Linked DNA regions of Bicyclus anynana: region 1 is linked to region 2. Evidence: chromatin contacts called from public Hi-C data. All regions are on one chromosome and are shown on one strand. The core of a region is the stretch at or near the end of the contact, and the rest is flanking DNA. Distances in the headings are between cores, read along the strand shown. Region 1 holds the start of LOC112050886 (long-chain-fatty-acid--CoA ligase 4). Region 2 overlaps LOC112050886 (long-chain-fatty-acid--CoA ligase 4).

Region 1 (7,187 bases), core at 195-2,694, 43 kb after region 2:
TGTATTTAAAAGTTTAATTTGCTATTCACTAAAATCATCATTACAGTCACGAAGATAAATAAGAAGTAATAGTGTTTAATTATTTAAATATATTTGCTTAATGTTAATAGCTTCATATATGTGTATTAAAATTGTACAATTAGAAATATTTTAAAATTTAAACTATTAGATAAGTGTTACTAATTATAAACCACATAAAGCTGAATAATATGTATAATAACTGAGTTCTAGCTATGTTTTATATTTAATAGGTTCTAGTGGACATCTGCAATTTTGTTTATGTGAAATTTAGTAATTCACAATTACCATGATTACTGTAATCATAGATTTTTCAGGGGTTAAATAGCCTACATGTTGCTCAAAAAGCTCCTCCATCTTCCAGTGAAGGTCCCATTCGCTTCAGCCATTTCAGAGATAAGAGAGAAATTTTTCTTTAGAAATTTGATCAGTTAGTAAATAGTTTACACCACCATTATTTTGAAATAACTGACAGGCACATTAATTTTATTTATATATGTATTGATTAATTAGAAATACTAGGTTTATCTTAGTAGACACTATTAATTAATTATTTTCACAGGAATGCAACACCGAAAGTAAAGGTTTTTGTTCTCTGATGTGTTGTCCAAGTGCCTGCTTGTTACCTGAGCTTACCAAGTAGGAAAATCCAGGTGGATTTAATCATCCATCACCTATTATGCAAGAGAAGACAGAATAAAAATTAACCTAATCTGCAGTAATCAGTCTTTTAGAACAGTACATCCATGGGACATTCACTATGGTGATAAAAATAGTATTAATCTTTTGGAGGCTTAAATGGTGAGCAAAGAAACATGTGAGTAATTACTGCCGGCGTTTATGTGGTTCATTTATCAGCACCTAAAATACCATAATATTGTTTGTAGAAAGTATATAAGCAAGTTTCCAAAATACATTTTTAAATAATAGAAAGAAGGTTTGATTTACTTTAGATCCAACGTTTTCACAAAATGGTATATACAGTACGTAGTATTTTATTAAATATTACATTTCTTACGAAAAGTGGGTAGATCTACGGTGATCTAATTTAACGTATTTGAAACATTTCCTGGCTAACGAGTGAGTTATAATAATTTGTTATAACACGTTTCATATTCTTAACAAATTGTACATTTATTTAAAGTGTTGATTCAGCTCAATATTTACAAGAACCATTGAAGTAATTAACGTTTAAACTCAGGAATAGAGGTTAGAGAAATTCTTACATGAAAGTCACCCGCAATAAAGTCGTAGTTCAGAAAATATTAAATAACAAAACGTGGACTTACTGTATGGCTCGTTTCTGTCTTCGCGGAGTAAATATCACTTGTAAATTATCACCGAATTTTAAATTAAACTTGATAAACACTACCACAATGTATAAATCTTCCGCAAACCTTTTCTAACCAATCGGAACAGTTAGTGACGTCCGTCGATTGATGTTTAACTAAACGTCAAACCTCCCTCTCGATGTATCGATTCTCTTTGCTCTCGTCAATTTTAGTTTATCTTTCCTTCTTGCTACCATTTCATGTAAGCATGATTTGCATAGTTAGCTTAAGTTTCTTATGGTATTCTTTGTTAATAAACGATCGTTATTAATATTTTGTATGCCGTAGAAGAAAGTTTCTTAAGCTTATTCGTGATAGTAGGTATCACGAATAAGTTGAATCTCGCATTTATTCCCGTTTGAACTTATGTCGTTAAGTGTCGTCGTTGTGTACCATATGTAGTTAGGTATTATTTATAAATAAGTTAGCCAATATAAAATTTTTGATTTGTAATGTCTATCATCAATCTACATTTTTTTTATTCCATTCAATTTCAAAGAAAGTAAATGCTTATGAATTCAACTAAAATGTTAGTTACAATTAAAATCAACAATTTATTGAATAATTAGCTAGTATATAGTATTATTTACATTTCGTAAATTCATCTCATTTCTCTAAACCAGCATTGTAATTTCATGGAATTAAATCATCCTATGTTTGTATTGAATCGATAATAAACGCGCGATGTATTATCGATTAAAAGGCACATCACTGGACATGTTGAATGTGCCGTGTTTTCATTCGGGGTGGGGAAATCCGCCAATCAGAAAGCGGCAAGCAGTCTGAAAAGGTGGCGTGATCACTACGTCATATTCAACATACATATAAACCTACTTACTACACACTGTCGAGTATTGATCAATACCGCGCAAATAAATAGTGAAACTAATTCGAAATATTTTATTGCGGTTTTATTAATTCTAACAAAATATAACAGCAAATAAAAAGCTACATATTTCTGTATCATTTTATTATGCCAAATAGTTCATAAGCCCCTTTAATTTTAAGAAGAGAGACATCTATCATTAGCGCAGAAAACATTATGTACAAGTACCTTGGCAATAAATTATAATTATAATAATCAAGGGACCCTGTGGGCTGTGATGCCACTGCCACTGTGACGTTGGTATCTTTTTTGCTATCCTATTGTAAGCTAATCTCTCTAACCATGTAATTTATAAAAGACTGAGCATTTCATTCTACAAAGATATTCTCAGCTCAAAGTTGAGAACAGAAGTTGGTGTTGCTACACCCGTGCATTGGAAATTGGAGCCGTCTCGGTCACTACCATTGCCAACCCCCTTAGACCATTAAAACCCCGCATAGTGGCGTGGTGGGTTTAAGCTCCATAACTCCTCTTATTTATGTAAGGGACCCGGCTTCTGTAGTAGCTGTTAAAGTAGGCTGATATTGATAATGCCTAAATAACCAGATATTTTTATCTTACCTGCTTTGTAAATTCTAAAAAAAAAGTTGTACCTTCAGCTAAAGAAATATTTATGGGAAAAATACTTTAAATGTAAAAGTACAAAAAGGAGTCAAATCTTCTACTACAGTTGGAGCGAGGAAGTATTGCCACTTCCTGCTAAGGGTGCATTGAGACTGTGAACTGTTAGTTAGTGAACTCAGAACAAGTGGTGGTCATCATCGCAGTCGCACGAGCAGCTGAGTCAGCCACAGCAGTGCGACCGGGCTCGGAGATTTAGAGCAGCTCTCCGCCGATACTGCCTTACTGAGTAGAAACGGACTCCCAATTGTATGAGGGGAAACATTTCTTTATATACTTCAAATCCTAAGAAATTTCAATAGCGTGAGTTAGGATCTGTACCTATGGATAAATGGTAATAAAAGTGTGTAAATATATATATTTAAGCTACGATTGGTTACCAATGATAAAATAAAATATTTTCTTTTATTATAAACCATCTTTTAGATTAATTTCTATAGTGTATAGGTTGTTGGAATTTCAGAAATACTCAACTAAGTTTCATAACTAATAGCAGTGCCATCTGTGGGCGTCGACGTTAGACTTGACAAGCTATAGTAAAACCATGTTCACATTATTATTAAATGTCTTAATTAAAGAATATTTACTCCAAGGAGGTCATTGGAAAGCATGATAACTCTGTAATCATCAACATTTGAGTGGTCGTTCGTCCTGACAGATGGACGTGCTCTTCGTATCAACGAAATCACTTTCATGGGATTAATGATGGGAAATAATAAAAAAAATTTACAATTTTAATATTATTTTTATTGGATCGTTTATAAAAGTTAAGTAGGTACATAAATAGAAAATTAATCGTTTTGTTTAATTTAATGGACCATGACAGAAAGACTACAAAATAAAGTACATTCACAAAATAATAATTTATGACAACCACTTTTTATACATCAACTCGAACATGCAGTTCCTTGGCACAGATTTGTAGATTTTAACTATTTGTCATAATTTATTAGGTTCTTGACAAGTTTTAATTTTAAGCTAATGACTACAATTACGGCTGATGAGTGCCACTTCAAAAATTTAAACAAAATTATGCAAAATCTCTCATTTATTTTTAAGTAAAATCTCTTTTTTAGAAAAGAAACTTAATTCAAATCGTTACGACTTTACTGAGATATAATTATTATTTCTTAATTTTAAAGTTTTAATGTTTCTACAAGAATCACCAGGCCATTTGTTACATAAAAAAAACAACACAATATGTAAGACAATTAACTGTTTTAACAACTCTCTGCCAAGAATACGGGACAACATATTATTATACGCGTAGGTAATGTTATATAATATATACGTATTTATTTCACCAAATTATAACAATGTCTATAACTTATACACTATTAAGATTTACCTAAATTATTTATTATCTAGATTCTACGTAAATCTAATCACATGGAAGTAAGCCCGGAATGGGTTACACAGACGCATAGGAATACAACTTTATAGAAGTAATGAAAATTTTATCAATAGTATGCGGGGGCAAATCTCCAAAAACACTGCGCCAGTTTATTAAATACTTAGTTTAATTCACCATTTGTAATTTACATTAATTATATTATTATTATTGACTAAGGAGACAACTAAACAATAAGTTTACAATTAATACATATACTACTACATGCTTTAAAAACAACTGTTTTTTCAAGTACTATTTACGCGATACTAAAACATAATCAAGCTATTTAAAATTTTTGTATGTCTGTTTGTCTGGGTTAACCTCTAATAATAAGCTTATAACACTCAAAAAAAGAGCACAAAATATGCCTTTTAATGCCTGCATTTTTCAGTCAGATTGACAGAATAGCTTCAATAAGTTGTAAGATTTAAAGGTAAGTTACAAAATTTAAAGTAATAAAAATAGGCGCAGAGGCGAATTTCACAATGCACATAAGTTTAAGATGGTGCTGGAATGTGGACCTCACATGAAAGGCGCAGTGTTGTACGACCCCCTATTAGGTAAAATGACGACACAAGCCACGTCGCAGAGAGCCGTCGGTAAAAGGGGGGTAGGGTCGTTGTTTGGAAGACCCTACAAAATGCCAGTCTAGTGAACGTCCATCGAAGTGATGATGATGGACCGAGGTTGATGGCAGAACTCGTAATTATGTAGATCACTTAAACAAATAGCATATTACAGTGCAGCCAGCCGAAAGAATGCGTTTGTGACATCTGTCAGTATCATCAGCAAATAAAAAAGTAAACAGCTGGCCTGACCTTGTAATAGGGATGATGACAGTTTTATATATTGTATATAAATTAAGAATACGCTAATAGTAAATCAATAAGGAACAGGGTATCTGCGATCATTACTTTTGGAGCTACAGGGATTTAAAGAGTCAGATTTGCGGCGCTGCCGCGGATCCTTGAAAAACGCCCCATACAAAATGGCACGAACTAATGACGTTGTAGGCAATGTAATGATCGTTACATTTGTATGTGCGTACAAACAAAAAATATCTTTGTTATTTGTGCGTTTATTTTTATAGTTCAAATATTAAAAAATGTCACATTTAATGTAAGGAAGCTAAAACTGTATGATTTTTTATCTAATCACGATAAAAGATTTTTAATAGATTTTGAAATTTTATAATCTCATTCATTTTCCAAATATCCAGACAATCTTTGCTTTATATAAATTAGTTAACATTGACCCTATTTACCTGAATGTATCATAAAAATAAATATATTTAAACCTAGTCATCATCCCCATTGTATTAAGTGGTCCAAAACCCGTAGTTTTCTAATTAGGTAACGTTAAATTATAATTTTTACTATAACAATACCTATATACCTAACTATTCGTTAGTAAGAAATAATTACATATGTCAGAATCGCATTCTTGAAAATTGCCATACTTTATATCATACAAATCTGTAAATAACAATAATTTATACATACCTTCATCATACGTTTATACGAGACAATGTCAAGATTTTATACTATGTTTAATTTTGCTATTGGAAAAGTAAGTTCTACGAAACTATGTACACATACATTTCTTTATTATCTCAGCACGATTCTAAGGCCTTTTTGACGCTACTGATTTTATAATGAAATTATTGTGTAATTATAGTATGTATAAGAATAGATAGTTATTAATAAAATGTATAATTCTTGGAATAATAATTACATTCATGGATTTCATAAAGTATTTTTTTTGATACTTCCACAAGTGTGGGTGAGTAGTTCAATCGTGAGACTAAACGAACATTTCAGACTAGTCACTACATGTTAAACGCGTTGTAGGTGTAGGTATCTCTTAATAAATAATATTAATATAATGTACTTATTATCAATCATAAGCTGTCAAAAAGGCCTTCATATCTTGTCTATACCTTAGTATTTAGTAACTATTATACATATTATTAATCACATCTAACATTCGAATCAGTCTTGAATCATATATTTTTTTGTTCATACTATATTCTTGTTAATTTACAAGTCTGATTAGAATTGTTAGAAACTTATTATGTACTCTCATAACGCACACATGTCTCAACGTTATTTTGAAAATACTATTTAATTACTTAAAATAAATGTGTTTTGAGTAGGATTCAAATGCTATGGTTATTATCATCCCAGTAATCAACCCGCATCAAAGTAGCGTGATGGGTATATGTTGTATTTCATGGAAATACTAAAATTATACTTGTTTAGCGATAAATTAAATCAATACAAACATCCTATATACACAAAATACATTATAATATTAAACACAAGTTTTTCAAAAAACAACACTCACAAAATGCAGTATTTTTCACGACATACACAATATTATTTCATAAATAAAATGGAGTTTATCAAGTTAGTGAACTTATTAGCCATATAGGATCAATGGAAAAATGTTTGATCAATACTCTTTTAGCAAAATTAAATATGTATTAGATGTAAGAAAATAATGATCAATCGAGTCCGATCATTGCAATGATCGAACGATTGTTAAGGAGGAGGAAGGTCATTGGAATCCTCGATAGGTTTCCCCCTAGAAACACTTCATCACCACCACAGATGAAAGACTAATAGGCAGATAGAGCGCACGCAACGCGGCAGCTATTCTAAATACAAATTAAAAAACAAATACATTCTTGAGTTATAACCACACAAAGCGTCAAATCATTATTTTCAATATTATTTAAGGAAGATGGCGTCTTGTGTTTTTAAATATTTTAACAACTGCCAACAAATTTTATCTAACTCTCCGACATATATAATAGACTAATAATGAATAACTAACTATAGTTTTTTTAGTTTTTGTAAAACTAAAAAAACTATAGTTAGTTATATATATATGTCGGAGAGTTAGATAATAATAATCTTACATTAATTATAGAGTA
Region 2 (7,296 bases), core at 4,457-6,956:
TAGAATTGGGTAATGTTAGATTTTCTTTTCTGGTAATTTCAGCTCTTTTTTTTAATGTTGGTTAATAATACAATACTTTTTGGAGTAGCCAGCTGAAATGAAAAAGTATGAAACCGCAGGTAGTATTAAAAACGTCATTCTGATTTTATTAACATTTATTGAATAAATAATACAAAAATGTTTATTTTTATCAGTTGAAATTTTTAAAAATTTCAAACACAAAACAAACTGAGCAATTAATGTCTCCTACTTACAATAATTATGATAATTATGAAACATTCAAATTGTATTCGATTTAAAATGTATTAACATCGAAAAATATGACGCTAACATCGAGTGACTCTTGTCTACTGACAGCGCCTGATCGACTCCTATTCGTCATTGTACGCCTGACATACGCCTGGCCTACGCTTGTCTGCGACCACAGTAACTGCAGTCGTAGTAACTACAAGATGTGAACTCATTGGTCATGGTCAAACAAATAAAATAATTTGCTGTTCGCGAGCATACAAGCGTACGTGAAGCGTAAAATGACGATTGTTTGAAGCGACCTTTAGTTACAGTAGCTCCAATACGCAAATATTATTTGATTTATTTTATTAATATCTAATATTACGAATGCGATGTCCATTGCTGTTATGTAGAAATAGAAACGTTATTATAGTCTAAGAGTTATTGGTTTTTATTATGGATACCGTTTTACCCATATGGAATGTCAGGAATTTAAAAATGTTTGAATACATGTCAAAACAACAAAGATTTGTATCAAGAAAGTATTATTGGTAAAATATTGTTACAATAAAAAAGTAACAAATTATAAATAAGGTATCTGGACAGCATATAGCAAGGTTTGCTCAAAATCACTTGTTACATTCACAAAAGAAATCAAGTAGTCTTAAGTTTAAATACATATTACTTAGTAGTTTATTTAGATATAGATTTCAATTTGATCAAATAAAAAGTACTTAAGACTGAGCTCCTTACCAAATTAAAAAAATAAACATCTTAAATTCATAACGTATTTTTGAGAGCTCAGTGAATGTTTACTGTCCAACACAACAGCAATGGAGTCGCCGACACAGTATAAGATTGCATGATAGTTATAATATATTACAATATACCTATGTAACGGATAATATCGGGGTTTAAATGCGCGGCCAAATGCGACAAGCGCCAGTTAAATGCCATACGACAGTCGACTGTCACTGCGCTGCGAATATATTGCCACCAGCTCCTGTACTATGAGTTAGAGTGATTGTTTGTTAATTTGAGTACAGAATACAATGTTTGATTACTTATATTTAATTTATTGAACTTAAAGACGGTATAATTTTCTCATACTGATATTTATCGCCATCCAAGACCAAAAGCTTTGTGTAATTTTATTACATTTCTCACTAGACAGATATTAAATTAAAGTCAAAATTACCGCAGTACAGGCAAATGGTAGTACTACAAACAGCGCAGTCGCATTACAACACCCAGTAGCTAGATTATAGACAAATAACAACTTCCTCTCACTCGCTCATCATTAAACACATCGCAACAAAACTAATTTTCTATCGTATTCTATAAGCGTCAACCTCGCTGTCAACGTTGAGCCGTCGGCAAACTCAAACATACTCGTATTTGTCACATTGAACTTTTTATAGCAGAAAACCGATCTAGTTTAATAAAGTGCGATGAAAAAGAATTTCAATTCTAAGAATAAAAACTATGAATATAAATTTATTTGTAGTGAAATTCAAATTCTGTTACGTCAAGTGTCGTTAAACAAATATTTAAAACAAATCTGTAATGTTTTTTATTTTAAGATTTCAATTTCAACTTGCGACTTCGGCGTTGACTTTAATTTATTTTTGAAAAGATATTGTCATAGCGTTAAATTATTAGTATTTCTCCAAACATCTTAGATTAATCAACATTACCGTAAAATCTTTTACTTTAATAACAGAGTTGTTAAATTAATTTTAATTGATTGAACCAAACGGTTCAATCAATTAAAATTTCCAAAAAAAAATGAGATGAGGGTCTAAATTGAATATAGCCCAATAATCCAATAATATTATGACAAATACGATTCGTCGACGAACGCAACAGCGAGCTTAGACGTTGAGAATACATAGACACGACAAATATAGATACGAACTAAAACAGTTTGGTTAACCGATTGCGCGAATCGCCACGTAAATACAATATAACATTATAATATAATAAAAGCATAATTGCGGAATAGTTTACAACAGTGGCTCCCCTCCCTCTAAGTACTAAAAACAATAACTTAGTCTAAACAATGTTCCAATTTGTTTCTCATGTTCGCGCTACGGAACTGACTTTTAGTCCTTATTTCAGCCAAACAATTCTAACAACTGGATAAGTTATACGTCGTCTCAAAAAGAATTAGGTGTAATTGGTTTAAATAACAAGTTGTACTCACTTATTAAGATTTTATTATCAAATATTTTACTGTACTTTTCATACTAAAAAATTAAATAGATGGAAAAGTACTGAAATATCTATAGTAAAACTAAATAATATTGAAAGATTATTTCCATATTCAGCTTTATATCACACTTTGTTTTTTCAAGACGGCATATAAGCCTCCAGTATAATTATATATTTCTTAAACTTTTACAATTATATACATCACAAACATGAAAATGTTAAATCCGTTCAAGGCTCAAACAAGCGTTCCGTAACGCGAACACCGCTGCCGTCCCTATCTACAGTGTGACATTCAATTCTACAAATAATATCTATTTGCATTTATAATTTAAACGAGTTTTATACAAAAATGTCCACGAATAATCATTATAATAATAAAAACATTGCGATTGCAATTTCTTAACGTGTATTAAGGGTGCCCGCACATTTGTAGGAAGTCGCTCGCGCTACTTGCTTAAAGTTAAATTACACAAGAAGAGTTTCTCGAATGCAAGCAACACAGTATATTCCAGGCAACAAACTGATAAAAATCAATTGAAGGAAAAATGCATGAGCGACAGATGTTGTTCTGATCTATTGAAATACATTGTTCAAAAAGGAATATTTCATCTCCAATTTCTACGTAAACGTAGTAGATACAATCATTAAATATTTTACAAACAATCATTTTAAAATTTTAACGAATTAAAATTTGGAGAATGAAGACTCCTTTTTGTAAAAGTTCTAGATAATCGCTTCGTGCATTATTGACTAGACTCAGCGACTAGCGACACTGTGTATGTGCGGTCAGCTTCAACACCAGTTCATACTGAATCGAACAAGTAGACAGCGTTATATTTTATACATAACGAGTAAAATGTCGCTCGAACGACCGATCGACATCAGATCTAATTAGTTTATATTCATTTAATCATAATTTCATTCTAATTTCTGACAAGATAAGCAATCTATCGACGTTACAAGGGTCCATGACTTGAAAAATTAATTATTAACTTTTTATAACATATTTTACACTATCGTGGTGTATAGGCCGTAAAATGCATTATCAGATATAAAATCACACAATATAAATATCTGTGTTTGTGATCTGCCTTATTTTTATTCAATCAAGATATTTTAAAAAATTAATATTGATTAAAAAACATCCATTTCAATTTATAAAAAAGGAGACGTAAAGTAAAGTTAAGATGTCTACTGTAAACCATGTAGTGCTAGTATTTTTTCAATATTAAGCATTTTGTCTTTTTTGATTTTTGTAATATTAGTCATGTACCCCGTAAAATTACACGTAAAATATGATACAGACTACAAATTTTAATATAAACATAAATAAATATGTACAAGACTTATCAAAAATTTAACAAATAGAAACTGTGGACCGAAAGTAAATCATGTTTAAATTTTTCATTATTTTATTTTTAAGTTTCAAACTAACAATTATTTAAAACTAAAGTTCCGCTAGTTATAATCAGGTTCAAAATTACGTGGAGAAACTATCTAACACCTGCTTTTTCCTTTAGTAGTAATTGTCTGTATGTTGGGAAATATTTTTTTATTCAAATCTTAAAAACACCTGGTTATGAAATTTTAAAACGAAAAACATAACAAAAAAAAACCTTTAAGCTAGACCTACTTGATTTATAGTATAAATAAATCTTGATTATAAAAATTAAAAGTTTTTATTAATTACGCTATAATTAGACTTTTTACTGTTTAGTTTTTATTTTGTCATTCCCCAAATTCACAATAATAAATTTCAAAACCATTATTTCACTCCACACCATTTTGAACCGGACTATATTCAATATTAAATCTAGGAATTCTCAAAGGTTGGCATGACAGGATATTCATTAATTTCTTTATTATACAATCTCCTATTAATGTGATGTGCTCAATATACAAATAACTCTAACGAAGTGTAAACTCAGTACAATCTCGACGTTTGGTTCGGAGAAGCTAAAATTTACAGAAACATCTATCTACACGAGTAACATGCAAAACAATTGCATATGCGAATGAAACTTCACTGCCAGTAAACACTTACTTATGTAAACAATTAACTGTTAACGCAAATACGTATGTCATTACGTAAGCAAACAATTATTCACGATCACAAGTGCAACAATGAAGTTTCAATCGCACTGCGTATAAATCAAGTCACGTAAAAAGAGTACATCGAACAGTGCATTGTACGACAACACTAATTTACGAGATCGTTAGTATTTTACGAAATGTGCCGTAAACTCATACATTTTTTTAAATGTATTTTTATAGATAAAAATATAATTTGAAGAGTTTAGTAATAAAATATACAAACTTAATTTAAAAAATCAAGTTAAATAACATTCTCACCCCACACTCATTACAAAAAACGCTACAATTTTAATTACAGATGTAATGACGTTTCAAAAACACCGTTTTCCAAATTTATGAATATTATTGAGGTATACTAGTTTCCAATAAATAAATTAATAATTTAAAAAATACCTATCACTATTCACCAAATTTAATACGTTAAATTGATTTTGGCAATTCAACTATCTCTACAAGTGCACTGAAAACGCCACATAATTGCTCATCACAACCTAAAACAAACAATAAAAAATTATTATAAAGAAGATGCTCTTTTTACGTGACTCGGCCTACACTAACACGTTCGCAACTTTTTTAATCTACCCAAAAAAAAAAATATTTTTTAGGGCGCGACCTCACGGAGGCGCGCGGTGGTGGTGGTGGTGGGGGGGAGGTCAGATCACGAGGCGTACATGCGCTTGATGTCCTCCTTGTACCGCTCCTGGATGTCCTTGCGCTTGATCTTGAAGGCGGCCGTGACCAGCCCCATGTCGGGCGACCACACCTCCGTGCACAGCTTCACCGCCGCCGGCACCTCGAATTTCTCCAGCCCACCTGCGTCATACAATTCATAAATACAAAATTCATTTCTTTGAAAGAAAGAAAGATCTTTATTTTCAAGTAATGCCACAAATAACATTATTAGATTCTAAAATATGTGGCTTAACTATCCATTTAAACAGTGGAGCAATAAAAGCCAGCCGCCAGCTCGGCCAGGTGGTGCGAGTCGGGCACCAGCAGCGCCCGGGGCTCCTGTGCTGCAACACTCGGCACTCACATTTGCGCGCGTGCTCGGCCAGCTCCTTGACGACGGCCTTCTCCACGACACTGTCCTGGCACAGCTCGTCAAAGTCGGCGGGCGGCCGGCCGACGCGCGCCGCCAGCTCGGCCAGGTGGCGCGGGTTGGGCACCAGCAGCGCCACGGTGTAGGTCTTGGAGCTGTCGCCGTACACGCAGATGTTCTCCACGATGGGGCACGTCTTCAGCTCGGCCTCCACCTTGCCCAGCGACACGTACTCGCCGGCCTGCAGCTTCACCAGGTCCTTCTTGCGGTCTGCGACACACAATTATTATTATTAAAATACTAGCAGAAGCCGCGCGGTTTCATCCGCGTGGTTCCCTGTCCCGTAGGAATACGGGGTTAAGTATAGCGTATTTTTAGCAGACTCAGAAGTGGATTACAAAAATAAGAAAACCAATGTGGAACAAAGGGTCTCAACATTTGTCAGGACAATTTAATTAACAAATCAAACTGTAACCAAAATAAGACCCTAAAATGGCAGAGACCTTGAATGGAATCACGTACTTGTGAACGTTGTGTGTAGGGTTAAGGGCGCCCTTGACAGTTACCAACACTCTGCTTTTCCACTCAAGTCACTCTCCCCGCCTATGCTAAGTAACCCATAAAAAATTACACAAGAAATATGGACGGCTTTACACAGCAAGAAAAATGCAAACGTTTGAGTGGAATCACGCCTGATGGTAAGCAATGATACAGTATATGGTGAAACGCGTAAATGATGCCAATTCACTTTTGATTTAAAGATACACGGTAGTAGGGAATAGAACCTGGAAGGACATTTCAAATTTTTGTAGTGCGTTTAAGGAATGATGAACCACACCGCTTAGTGTGCGTCCAGGGGTTATCTACAACGTAGCGGTGTAGAATACTGCGATGCCTGACAGTTTATAGTGAAAGCGGCAGCTCATCACGACATTTGGAAAACCACTTGACGTACCAAGACGAAATTTAACAGGAAAGTAGTTAGTCGCCATAAACGTCTTTTAAGAACGAATTTGCATCAGGGTCGGATTGAGGGGGTTTGAGGGTTAGTAACATATACGAGGGGTACTGTCGAGCCTCACCGATGATCTTGATGCAGCCGTCGTGATGCAGCTCGGCGATGTCGCCGGAGCGGAACCAGCGCCGGCCCGCCAGGTCCACGAACTCCTCGCGCGTCTTGTCCGGGTTCTTGTAGTAGCCCTCCGCCACGCTGTCGCCGCCTATCACCACCTCGCCCTGCGGACCGACACTCGCTACAGCTTACACTCATTGTGCCGAGGAGAGAGTGAGACAACTTTTGTGGCCACGTTACTCTCCTGCCGAGAAAAGATCAAATATTCGCGTGAGTAGGGCAGTGTCACCAGTGTGAGCTCTATAAGTCATCTGTCCCGGTCGTCCATCATGAACATCTGGTAATGGAGGTCGGCCTGGCCTGTGGTGATTCATCAATAGTCTGACAATTATAGTACCTGCGGGTAGGGCTTGTTGTTGACGCGGTAGTTGCCCTCCACCCAGTTCACCAGCTTGATGTCCGTGCCCGTGGCGGGCGCGCCCACGCGCCCCGTCGACCTGCGGAGACACTCGACGTTATTGACTGATAGACATGTCGCAATGACTGCCTGCATGATATTATCATATAAAACAAACAAATATTATATAGCAAATACCAGTTAATTTCATTAGGCGGCAAATCTCAGTGTACCAAGTTTTTTTTT

What was found. A called contact is a pair of places that touch in the nucleus more often than the background predicts.
Region 1: a Hi-C map of whole body shows a contact between it and region 2, with 3 times the contacts expected there. The contact joins the promoter of LOC112050886 here to the enhancer-like site in region 2. A contact is called at or near these places in 2 of 2 Hi-C or Micro-C datasets (whole body and whole larva).

What each region holds. Positions count from the first base shown.
Region 1 is chr3:828,251-835,437 of ilBicAnyn1.1, forward strand. LOC112050886 (long-chain-fatty-acid--CoA ligase 4) reads right to left here and starts at 1,445. Exons shown (of 14, transcript XM_024089288.2): 1 at 1,308-1,445. LOC112050875 (sentrin-specific protease 1) reads right to left here. Exons shown (of 8, transcript XM_052891086.1): 8 at 3,582-7,187.
Region 2 is chr3:780,660-787,955 of ilBicAnyn1.1, forward strand. LOC112050886 (long-chain-fatty-acid--CoA ligase 4) reads right to left here. Exons shown (of 14, transcript XM_024089288.2): 11 at 7,051-7,150; 12 at 6,664-6,817; 13 at 5,576-5,851; 14 at 138-5,352. The coding sequence ends at 5,198. Among protein-coding and RNA genes, the nearest start is that of LOC112050876, 13 kb to the left of the region's middle. Within about 2 kb of position 5,707, at least 7 of the 8 cell types and tissues checked have open chromatin away from gene starts, as enhancers often do.